Linked DNA regions of Ovis aries: region 1 is linked to region 2. A link is a contact called in public Hi-C data. All regions are on one chromosome and are shown on one strand. Each heading gives the region's core, a stretch centred on a gene start, on an enhancer-like site or on the middle of the called end of the contact. The rest is flanking DNA. Distances are from core to core; before and after follow the strand shown. Region 1 has its middle 110 kb from the start of NT5E. Region 2 holds the start of NT5E (5'-nucleotidase ecto).

Region 1 (5,299 bases), core at 2,217-4,716, 110 kb before region 2:
AGAAGACTCTTGAGAGTCCCTTGGGCTTCAAGGAGATCCAACCAGTCCATCCTAAAGGAGATCAGTCCTGAATATTCATTGGAAGGACGGATGCTGGAGCCAAAGCTCCGATACTCTGGCCACCTAATGTGAAGACCTGACTCATTAGAAAAGACCCTTATGCTTGGAAAGATTGAAGGCAGGCAAAGAAGTAGATGACACAGGATGAGATGGTTGGATGGCATCACCAACTCAATGGACATGAGTTTGAGCAAGCTCTGGGAGATGGTGAAGGACAGGGAAGCCTGGCATGCTGCAGTCCATGGGATCGCAAAGAGTCGGACACTACTGAGCAACTGAACAACAGTGGCTGATTCACATTGATATATGACAGAAACCAACACAGTATTGTAAAGTAATCATCCTCCAATTAAAAATAAATAAATTAAGACAAAAGGGCCCAGACTAATACTGGGTTGGCCAAAAAGGCCATTTGGATTTTTCCATAACATCTTGCAGAAAAATATGAACAAACTTTTAGGCCAATCCAATAAAAGGTGGAATGGTGTGACAATAGCCCTGAAGAGCATGGAACCCATGTGCCTATAGCTGGAAATTATAGATACAGGATTGTAGACAGAGATCTGCCACTTGGACCTGGGTGCTTGCAAGAGCACAAGCCCCTGGCCAAGAAGTGACTGACTAAATGGATGTGTTCAATGGGGCTCTGGATGGACTTCAGCTGGGAACACAGAATACTATGTGTCACCTTTTCTAAAAAGAGGTACAAGGTCATTGATGCAGGATTCACTGAGGGCATCCCAAAATATGTTCTGCCATTTAAGTCCGTCAACCTCTAGGCTATGAAAGGAAGAGCTAAAGGTCCCTAAGATCGGCAGAGAAGAGCTCTGGCCAGAGAGACGTCAGAGGACTGAGCTTCCCCGGGATTCACACTAAAGGTGGGCAGGTCCAACTTGCACAGAGAGCTTGCCTGAGCCCCAGAAGTCTAGGGGACACATCAGCAGGTTAAGGCAAGAGTATGTGCTGCCCCAGTGGCCACCTAGTGGCCAAGCTAGGGGAGGAAACCTTGTTGAGAGGAGCTGACAGCAGGCAGTGTGTTTCCCCTGGCCAGAAGGGACCCATGAAAGAGAGTGGGACCCCAGCAGAAAGGCCCTGGGCCAGGAGAACTACAAGAAGGACGAGCAGAGGACAGCATGTGGTGGGAGGTTCCCTGATGGGGAGGATACTCCAAATAGCCCAGATGTGTCCCACATCACATATACATCTGCTCCACCAGTGGGTATCAGCACACACACCACAAACTGCGCGAGTCAGATCCAGTTTTCCTCTCTTGACCTCTCCTTCCCGCCTCCTCTTTGCATGTGTGTGGGCATGTGTGTATATAGGAGTGTGTCCATGCATGTGTGTGTGCAGCTGTCCTTGTGCTCAAGGAACAGGAGACAGCAAGAGAGATGCTGAGCCTGTAGGTCCAGGCACCAGACATGGCAGGCGGATGCTTGAAGGACATGTCAAAGCTTTTGTTTAAGTCAGACTGAGATTTTTGAGAACTTTTAAAGGTATTAAATTTTTTGATTTTATTATTGGAGTATAGTGATGGATCTGACTGTAAAGAGCCTGCCTGCAATGCAGGAGACCCGGGTTCGATCCCTGGGTTGGGAAGATCCCCTGGAGAAGGGAATGGCAACCCACTCCACTATTCTTGCCTGGAGAATCCCATGGAAAGAGGGGACTGGCAGGCTACAGTCCACAGGGTCGCGAAGAGTAGGGCACGACTGAGCGACTAACAGATCAATAGCTGCTTCACAATGTTGAGTAAGCTTCCGCTGTACAACAAAGCGAATCACCTATACCTAAACATATACCCCTCCCTCTTGAGCCCCCCTTCTGATATTCAACTTTTAATGCCTAAAAGTGACAGCAAAAACTCTGGAATCTGCCCAAAATATTATCCAGGGGTAGGAAAAGGAGATTTACACACATACATGAAAAAAAAAGTGGTGTGAAAACATAAAAGGATCCTGTGAGATCTACCTTCACCAATCCCAGCTGCTACCAAATATTTTGTCATATTGTCCTTCAATTCTGTCCTCAGATCTTTCTATTCAATAAATAAAATTTAACAAAGTCCCCTCTTCAGTCCTCAGTGGCTCAGTGAGTAAAGAATTCACGCAGGAGATACAGGATATGTGGGCTGAATCCCTGGGTGGGGAAGATTCCTTGAAAGTGGGCATGGCAACCCACTCCCGTCTTCTTGCCTGGAGAATCCCATGGACAGAGGAGCCTGGTGGGCTACCGTGCATAGGGTTGCACAGAGTTGGACATGACTGAAGAGACAGCACGTACACCTCTTCAGAATACCACTTATTGCTCTCCCTCCCCAGGAGCAACCTCCTCCCTGAAGTTGATATGTGCTGTTTATGCCTTTTTAAAAAAATGTTTTCACCTTGTAATTATTTTTTTGAAAGCAGTATATGGTATTTGTTGGTGATTTTTGGAAGGCTGTCTAAGGTCTTCTGCAAACTGTAATTCTAGACTATAGTTTAGCTTTATATTATAGTAATATAAAAGTGAAGGGGCTATTTAAATTCTGTCTCTTCACTTATGTCTTATTAATCACGAATGAAATACTGTGGCTCATGACACGAGAATACAAAGGAGTTCTGCCTGAGCAAGTGGCAACAGGGTTTCAAGGGGTGCGCTGGAAAGAAACCACGGTGCAGATACAGAAGGCATCCAGAAGAGGGCGACATCATCTAGTAAAAAGAGTACAGATGCGGGGGAGGCTTTGGACAACTGGATCGTTAGGAGAGGCCCTGACAGATTTTTAAGTGCTAGAAGGTAAAAATCAGAAAACACAAACTTGATCAAGTGAATTTTTGCCCAAGGTCACAAAGCTAGTTAATGTTTACCCTCTCTGACTCCCAGCTCAGCACTCTGGGAGGTCTGTTAGCAGCCCTGCACAGAGTACAGCAGACGCAAGAAATCAGATTAGTCTAAATCGGGTCACGGGTGATATTTACACTAATGATCCCTTGTGCCAGTTGTAAGATCTCATCATGTTCAACTGGACACTTGGTTCATCATGAAGATGACGTTAAGGCTTGAGGAAAGAACCAGAGATGAAGAATTTACACACTGATAAAATTATAGAACTGGGCTGAAGCGGGGGTATTTTTAATCCCCCTCCCCCAAAAGAAACTTTAAGCTCTAATTCTTTACATTTGGTTTTAGTGCATGTAGATAATGTTTGTGTGAAATTGCTGGAATGATGTCAAAGGTACGTTCTGTTGACCACCCAGTGGAGACAGAAGCATTAGACAGATCACGATGGTTTATGCTGACACCACAAGTACTGCAGAAGCCAACTCCATAAACTGGGGCTCAGCAAATAGGCCCAGAGTCTATCTGTGCAGTAAGTCTTAAATGGAACACAGCCACACCCACTTGTTTACACAGCATCTGCGGCAGCTTCTAAGCAGGTGAGTCATTGCCACAGAGACACACAGTCGCTTCGATTTGGTCTCAACCTGCAATGCCTAAGATACATATACCGCCAGGTCTTTTATTGGAAACATTTGCCAACCCCTCCTATAAAGCAATGCCATCCAGTAAAACTCTCTATGATAATGAAAATGTTCTTTATTTACACTATCCAGTATGGTAGCCACTGACCACATGTGGCCCCTGATTCCCAGGACCTGAGGCTTATGGGAGTTCTGACGCCCCTGTGACTGTTACCCGCTCCTTGAACATTCTGCCCAGACTCAAGCCTGGAGAAGCCAGGGTCATGTCCTATAAACCAACACAAATCACTTAGCAACTTCTGCAAGACTTCTTTAGGGTTTTCCATCTGACTCCTAAAGTTCCAGAAAATATATTACAAAGCTTTCTAATTCCCAAAGCTTAATTTTCCCGGAAAACAGCTGTTGGCTATGGATATTTCCCATGAGACTCAACTGTGTTTTAATTTTGAGCTATTAATACAAAAAATATGCCAATGAAAACTGTATCATTTTTGGAAACTGCTTTCCATTTTCACATCTTATCTGTGTTATTTTAACAACTGTAAGTTTCAAATTCTTTATCTTATCTGTAACATAAAATGTTTAGAGCCATGAAGTCTTCAGTTCAGTTCAGTTCAGTCACTCAGTCATGTCCGACTCTTTGCGACCCCATGAATTGTCGCACGCCTTAGGTACCATGATTTCTGGGATTCTGGGATTTCTGCCCTTTGACCTTAGAACTTTGGGCAGAGTCCACACCACAGTGTAAAGAGATACTCAAACTCCGAGTCTCAAACTGTCATTGACTGATGAGAGTGGATTCCCATAGGAATCTTCATAGAACTTAGCTCTACCTTTTAAATGGCTGGAGGCAACATAAAAGTGTACTGCCGGAATCTGGAAGAGGAAGAGGTTGAACCTTGCTTAATGGCCTGAAGAATCTGTATAAAACCTGGAAAAATGATAAGAGACTAGGGAAAAACAGAAAAGAGGCAGGGGAACTCCTCCCCAAAGCATTCACTCAGATGAAATGGGCTCTGATGCAGGAAACCAGAACTCCTGGACTAGTCAGATTGATCTTCTCCATCCACGTCAGAGCCTGATTGGAAGACTATCAAACGCAGACTAAAGATATGGCTTGTTTCAGGTAACATGGCTCTTCTATCACTGTAGCTGAGTTTTCAAAGAGATTTCAATATGTACCTTATAAATGAAAACCTGGAAGTCAGCCCAACAGATTTTCCAATTAGTTTCACCACCCTAAAATTCCTGTGCTCTGCCTATTAGTTAATAATCCTTGTCCCTCAAACTCTGATAGCCACCAATCTTTTTACTGTCTCTATATTCTGCCTTTTTGAAAATTGCCATATACTTTGAATCATATACAGCCTTTTAATATTGGCTTCTTTCACCTATTAACATCCATTTAAGGGTCCTGTATGTCTTTCCATGGCCAGATAGCACATTTCTTTTTATCAGTGAATAATATTCCACTGGTTGGGTATACCACAGTTTGTTTTTATTTATTCACCTACTGAGGGACATCTTGATTGCTTCCAAGACTTAGCAATTATGAATAAAGCTGCTACCAATGTCTATGTATAAGTGTGTTTTTGTTTTGGAGGGAGGGTTTGTTTTGGTTTTGTCTGTTCTGGGTCTTCACTGCTGCGCAGGTTTTTCTCTTGTGGCGGTGCATGGCCTTCTCATTATGGCGGCTTTTCTCAGTGTGGAGCACAGGCTGTAGGGCGGCGGGCTTCAGTAGTTGTGGCTCGTGGGCTCAGTAGTTGCAACTCCCA
Region 2 (4,929 bases), core at 570-3,069:
TATCATCATTTAAGTTTTAAGGCCTTCCTTTATCTTGAGAACAATTAAATTATACTAAGGATAACCAGCCTAGAAACACTAGGAAATTGGGCTGGGACCTATGGACTGTGCGGATATATAATTTCCCTGAAAAATAAAGATTGGTGCAGAATAAACTAAGTCAGACGACCTGAGGCTATATTGCGCTACACTTAATGGAAGTTCTCGGCTGAATTCTTACTTATGACTTTAATAATACTGCTAGCTATGTTACTGAACTTTGCCTGTTTTACAAGATTGTTGTTTCTTGCATTATCAAATGTGTGACAGAAACTTCAATGAAAATAATCATGACTAGGCGATTTAAAGAAGTTGATCAAATCTATAGTTTTGTATGCAGTTGGAGAAAGAAATGGCAACCCACTCCAGTATTCTTGCCTGGAGAATTTCACGGACATAGGAGCCTGGCAGGCTACAGTACATGGGGTCTCAAACAGTCGGACACAACTGAGCAACTAATATTATGTGATCAATGATTGTAACAGTGTAACTCTAGATATGAGAAGATACAACAAGAGGGAATTTTTCCTGGACCATAACAGATTAAGAGAGGTAGGTGGTCCAGAGCCCTTTGGTTACTGTTGATAGACCTAGTCCAGTAACAGCACATTGAGCGGCCCATCAGCAAAATCTTTGCCAGATCTAGGAATGAGCCTTTAGGGCACTGTGGGACGAAATGGCCAGGAAATGCCTTCCAAAGTACAGTCGGATTTATGCCCATGAGAGAGCCCTGTCAACTACAAACCGTGCCATCTACCTCTGCAAGGATTAAATCATGTACTGCTGCAGCTGCTGACCTTCAGCATCGCCTGAAAGGAGTTCAGGGTGAGAGCAGAAATGAGGCACTCTGTGCTGGTGGGGGGGTGGATGTTGTGGGGAGCGGGGGATGGTGTGAGGTGGGGGGATGAGGGGGAGATGGGGACTGGAAGGACAGATCTTCAGATAGATATTTTCAGGAGCTGATTTTTTGAGCCCAATTCTTTTATTTCCTCACATCTAGAAAAGCGCTGAAGTCCTTCATGGTGACGACTATTTCTTGTGACTAAAGCTTCCTGAGACCAGTAGAAATTTTCTGGAAAAAATAGGGACTTGATTGCATGTACTCTGCCTTCACCAAAATCACATATATATTCTCCTTCCCCCCTACCTCTTTGGAGCAGTTTCTCAGAGCTATTTGAGGTGCTATCTCCCAGGCTACAGTCCTTTTTTTGCCCCAAATAAAACTTAACAGTCAACTCTCAGGCTGTGTATTTTTCTTAAGTCACCACTCCCACAGCCCCCAAAGCACAGCGCTGCCCTCGCTCCCTCCTCTCACCTATTTTCCTTTCCACCTCCTCTCTCTTCCCTCTTCCCCTTCTTTCAAGTGAGAACTGGCAACCACAAACCCACAGAAACAACGCATCCCTCTAGAAAAATTTAAAGAGGCAAGATCAGCGAAGAGCTGGAAGCGGAGTGGGCCCTCCAAGTCCTCCCGCGCACCTCCCAAAGAGCAGCCCGTCACCGACAGTGGGACCACTAGGGTCCAGGCTCCCTGGTCGGGCCGGGACCGTGACCGGTGCCCTCTTCCCGCGGGGAACAACCTCCTCACTGTTCCCGCCCGGAGCGAGTGCCAGCCGCCAGCCGCGCCCGAGCCGCCCCGCTGGCCAGGGTCGGACGGGGTGACCGCGGGGGTGTGCGCCTGGCCGTGTGGGGCCGGCCTCGGGAGAGCCCGCCCCGGCCCGGCCCAGCCCCGCCCGCAGGCCCGCGCAAGCTTCCTTCGACTCGCCGCCGCCCTCCTTCGACCGCCCGTCTGGCTCGCACTCACGGGCGCTCGCGCTCTCGCCACCAGCCGCAGCCATGGATCCCCGAGCCGCACGCACCCCGGCGCTGAGGCTCCTCGCGCTGGGCGCGTTGCTGTGGCCCGCGGCGCGCGCCTGGGAGCTCACCATCCTGCACACCAACGACGTACACAGCCGCCTGGAGCAGACGAGCGAGGACTCGAGCAAGTGTGTCAACGCCAGCCGCTGCGTGGGCGGCGTGGCACGGCTTGCCACCAAGGTGCACCAGATCCGCCGCGCCGAGCCCCACGTGCTGCTGCTCGACGCCGGCGACCAGTACCAGGGCACCATCTGGTTCACCGTGTACAAGGGCACCGAGGTGGCGCACTTCATGAACGCCCTGCGCTATGATGCCATGGTAAGACCGCCAGCCCGGCAGGCTGGGGAGCCCCCGGGGTGGAGTGTCCGAGCGAGAGAGATGCCCAGGTGAAGGAGCCGCAGATGGTGAGGCCGTGGGTGGCGAGCCTAGGACCCCGGCGCTGAGCGATGTGGAGAGAAAGCGAGACTCCCGGCAGTCTTCCAGGTGGATGCTTACATAGACGCCCCTTGGCTGATTCGTCTTAAATGGACTGATGTTGTACCTCCACCAAGAAATTGGGTATTTAGAGGAGCAGGACTCGGACTTGCCAGTGAGGAGGTTCAGCTGGGATGTGCAGGACCCCAGTTACACTGTGCCCTGGACCGAGGTAGACCCCTCACATATCTCTCATTTACTGCTTGGTCTTTCGAAGAAATGCTTTATCTCCAGTTAATTGGAAGGGAAACAAACTCAGGGACAAAGAGGTTAAGTGCATTATCCAGGTCATGTGCACCAAGACAGGGAGCGAGATAGGATAATAATAGATCCCAGATCCCTTTGACCCCAGAGCTTAAGCATAATTAAGCTCACAGTCTTGGGGAGAATCCCAGCTGGACACCTTCTGTGTGCAGCTGACTTTCTCTGTGCCTTAGTTCCTGCCTCTAGAAAACAGGGTAATAATCCTGTCTGCTTTCAGAGGGTTGGCCGACACATAGTTGTTGTTTAGTTGCTAAACTGTGTCAGACTGTTTTGCAGCCCCATGGATTATCATCTGCCAAGCTCCTCTGTCCGTGGGATTTCCCAGGCAAGAATACTGGAGTGGGTTGCCATTTCATTCTCCAGGGCATCTTCCCCACCCAGGGATCAAACCCACATCTCCTGCATTGGCAGGTGGATTTTTTACCACTGAGCCACTAGGGAAGCCCACTTCAGAGGGTTGGCTGGCATATGGTATGACCTCTTTAAATGTTAGTTCTTATTATTACCAGACACTGTTGTAGAGGTTTAAAAACAGAAATAAAGAAACTTCCCTAGGAAGCCAAAATACTGAAAGTACTGGGTTTCAAAGAATTTCATTAAAACCAGTTTGGCAGCAGAGATGTAGGAAGAGTCCCACTTAAGAGATGAGAGGCTGCAAGTGCCAGCTCCTCAGTGCTCTGTTAAAGGTGATGCCTTATTTTGTTGGACTGAATTCTAGAAAAGGAGCAGAGAGGAGTGGCACAGTAATAAATAGGTATGACTTTTGTAAGTCAAACTAACGCCCGAGTTTAGCAGTGTGTGAAATCCTAGAGTGAAGGGATTCTGTGTGGTGAAACTGGGGGAAAAAATCCTAGAAGTTTTACAACAGGAACAGAGCCAGGGGTCCAGGGAGATGTGGTATGTGGATATGGGAGCCGGGGAGAGGTGTGGTCCTGCCTGGGATACAGCAGGCTAACGGTACACTTTGTATCAGAGGAACAGAGAGGTAGGCAAAGCACAGTGTTGTATTTTTCCCCCTGGAAACTTGGAGAGAGGAGGACAGGAAAGATACAGGGTGGGTAGACTTCTTTTTTTTTTTTTTCCAGGAAAGCTCATTGTAGAGAGATGAAAGAAGGACAGAGAGGTCCTCTCTATCTGATCGTTGGTTTTAAGGTTATCAGGAACACTCAGCGCCACTGCAATTCAAAAGCTATGAGCCCCATAGCCTTTGTGTTTATCTGAGCCACAGCATTTATCTGGGGGACTTGCCAGCATCTGGACTGTGCCAAAGACTCGCAGGTCTCAAGAATTCTGTGTATGGTCTCTTAGTGTTCTTATCTCAGCAGCTAGACCTGCCTGATGCTTTGTCCTAGGTAATGACAGAATAAATATTTATAAAACTGAATTGTTACTAGCCCACAGTTGCCATTTCCTCCCAGAAAGAATAAACCTTACGTGAGTTTGTTTTGATTTCATCTACAAACCACAACTTTCTAAACTTTGCTTTTCATGACGCTCTTTTTTCCACAGTTGTGTAGACTCCTTTCAGTGGAAAAAAAAAAAAAGTGGATAATTCCCAGTTTTCCCAAGTGATACTGTTTTCGTCTTTCAGATGAATTAAGCTCACAATGTTAATCAAGTGTTTATGATAAGATGCTGGGTGAAGCTGAAGCAATCTGCTACAAGTTACAGCCCATCACCATCAGAAATGTTTAGAATACTTATTGTTGGATGGATTTACTGTCTTTTAAATTTCACTCAAAACAATTGGACCAGGGCCTGAGGAAAACTAGGCAACTTATGTAATGTTGGCAAGTTGTGAAAGAGGAGGAAAGCCAAAGGTAAGGTTGGTGGCCAGATTCTTGATACCATCTCATCAGATTCACTCCATGCAGGTTTGACAAACATGGTTTGACCTGCATAAAATCTTAGTTCTTGTGATGCTTTAGTAGGGGATAAAGCTCTGCCACATTCACTGTGTTTTGGTTTTCCAGTGGCTTTTCACTGTCATTTTGCTTACACACCGTTCAGGGAGTTTATTGCTGTTCTGCTGTTAAAATCTACCTCCAGCCCACCAACCTGCTGCCACCTCTTGACTCTCAGGAAGCTGGAGATGTAGATCAGGGTGGAAAACAGTCGTGAAAGGATATCCCCAGTTCTCTAGAAACTGGGCCTGGTTAGAGGAGCCACATCTAAGGATGCATGGGTTTGGAGGGCAAAGAGGAAGTGACTAGAAGTTAACTTAACCCCAGGAGTTCCCTCAGCCTCTGGACTTGCAAGCCCCAGTGAGAACAGCTAGAGGGGTTCTTTTTTTTC

What was found. Hi-C and Micro-C count contacts between places; a contact is called where the count stands out from the background.
Region 1: a contact with region 2 is called in a Hi-C map of liver, with 2.3 times the contacts expected there. The contact joins the enhancer-like site here to the promoter of NT5E in region 2. A contact is called at or near these places in 2 of 16 Hi-C or Micro-C datasets (liver and skin fibroblasts).

The regions. Positions count from the first base shown.
Region 1 is chr8:51,509,473-51,514,771 of ARS-UI_Ramb_v3.0, reverse strand. No RefSeq gene overlaps it. Among named protein-coding and RNA genes, the nearest start is that of NT5E, 110 kb to the right of the region's middle. Within about 2 kb of position 3,466, at least 4 of the 54 cell types and tissues checked have an H3K27ac peak or open chromatin away from gene starts, as enhancers often do. A contact at or near this core is called in liver, where this site is marked.
Region 2 is chr8:51,399,773-51,404,701 of ARS-UI_Ramb_v3.0, reverse strand. It overlaps NT5E (5'-nucleotidase ecto), which reads left to right and starts at 1,819. Exons shown (of 8, transcript XM_060419587.1): 1 at 1,819-2,214. The coding sequence starts at 1,876. It also overlaps the pseudogene LOC132660244.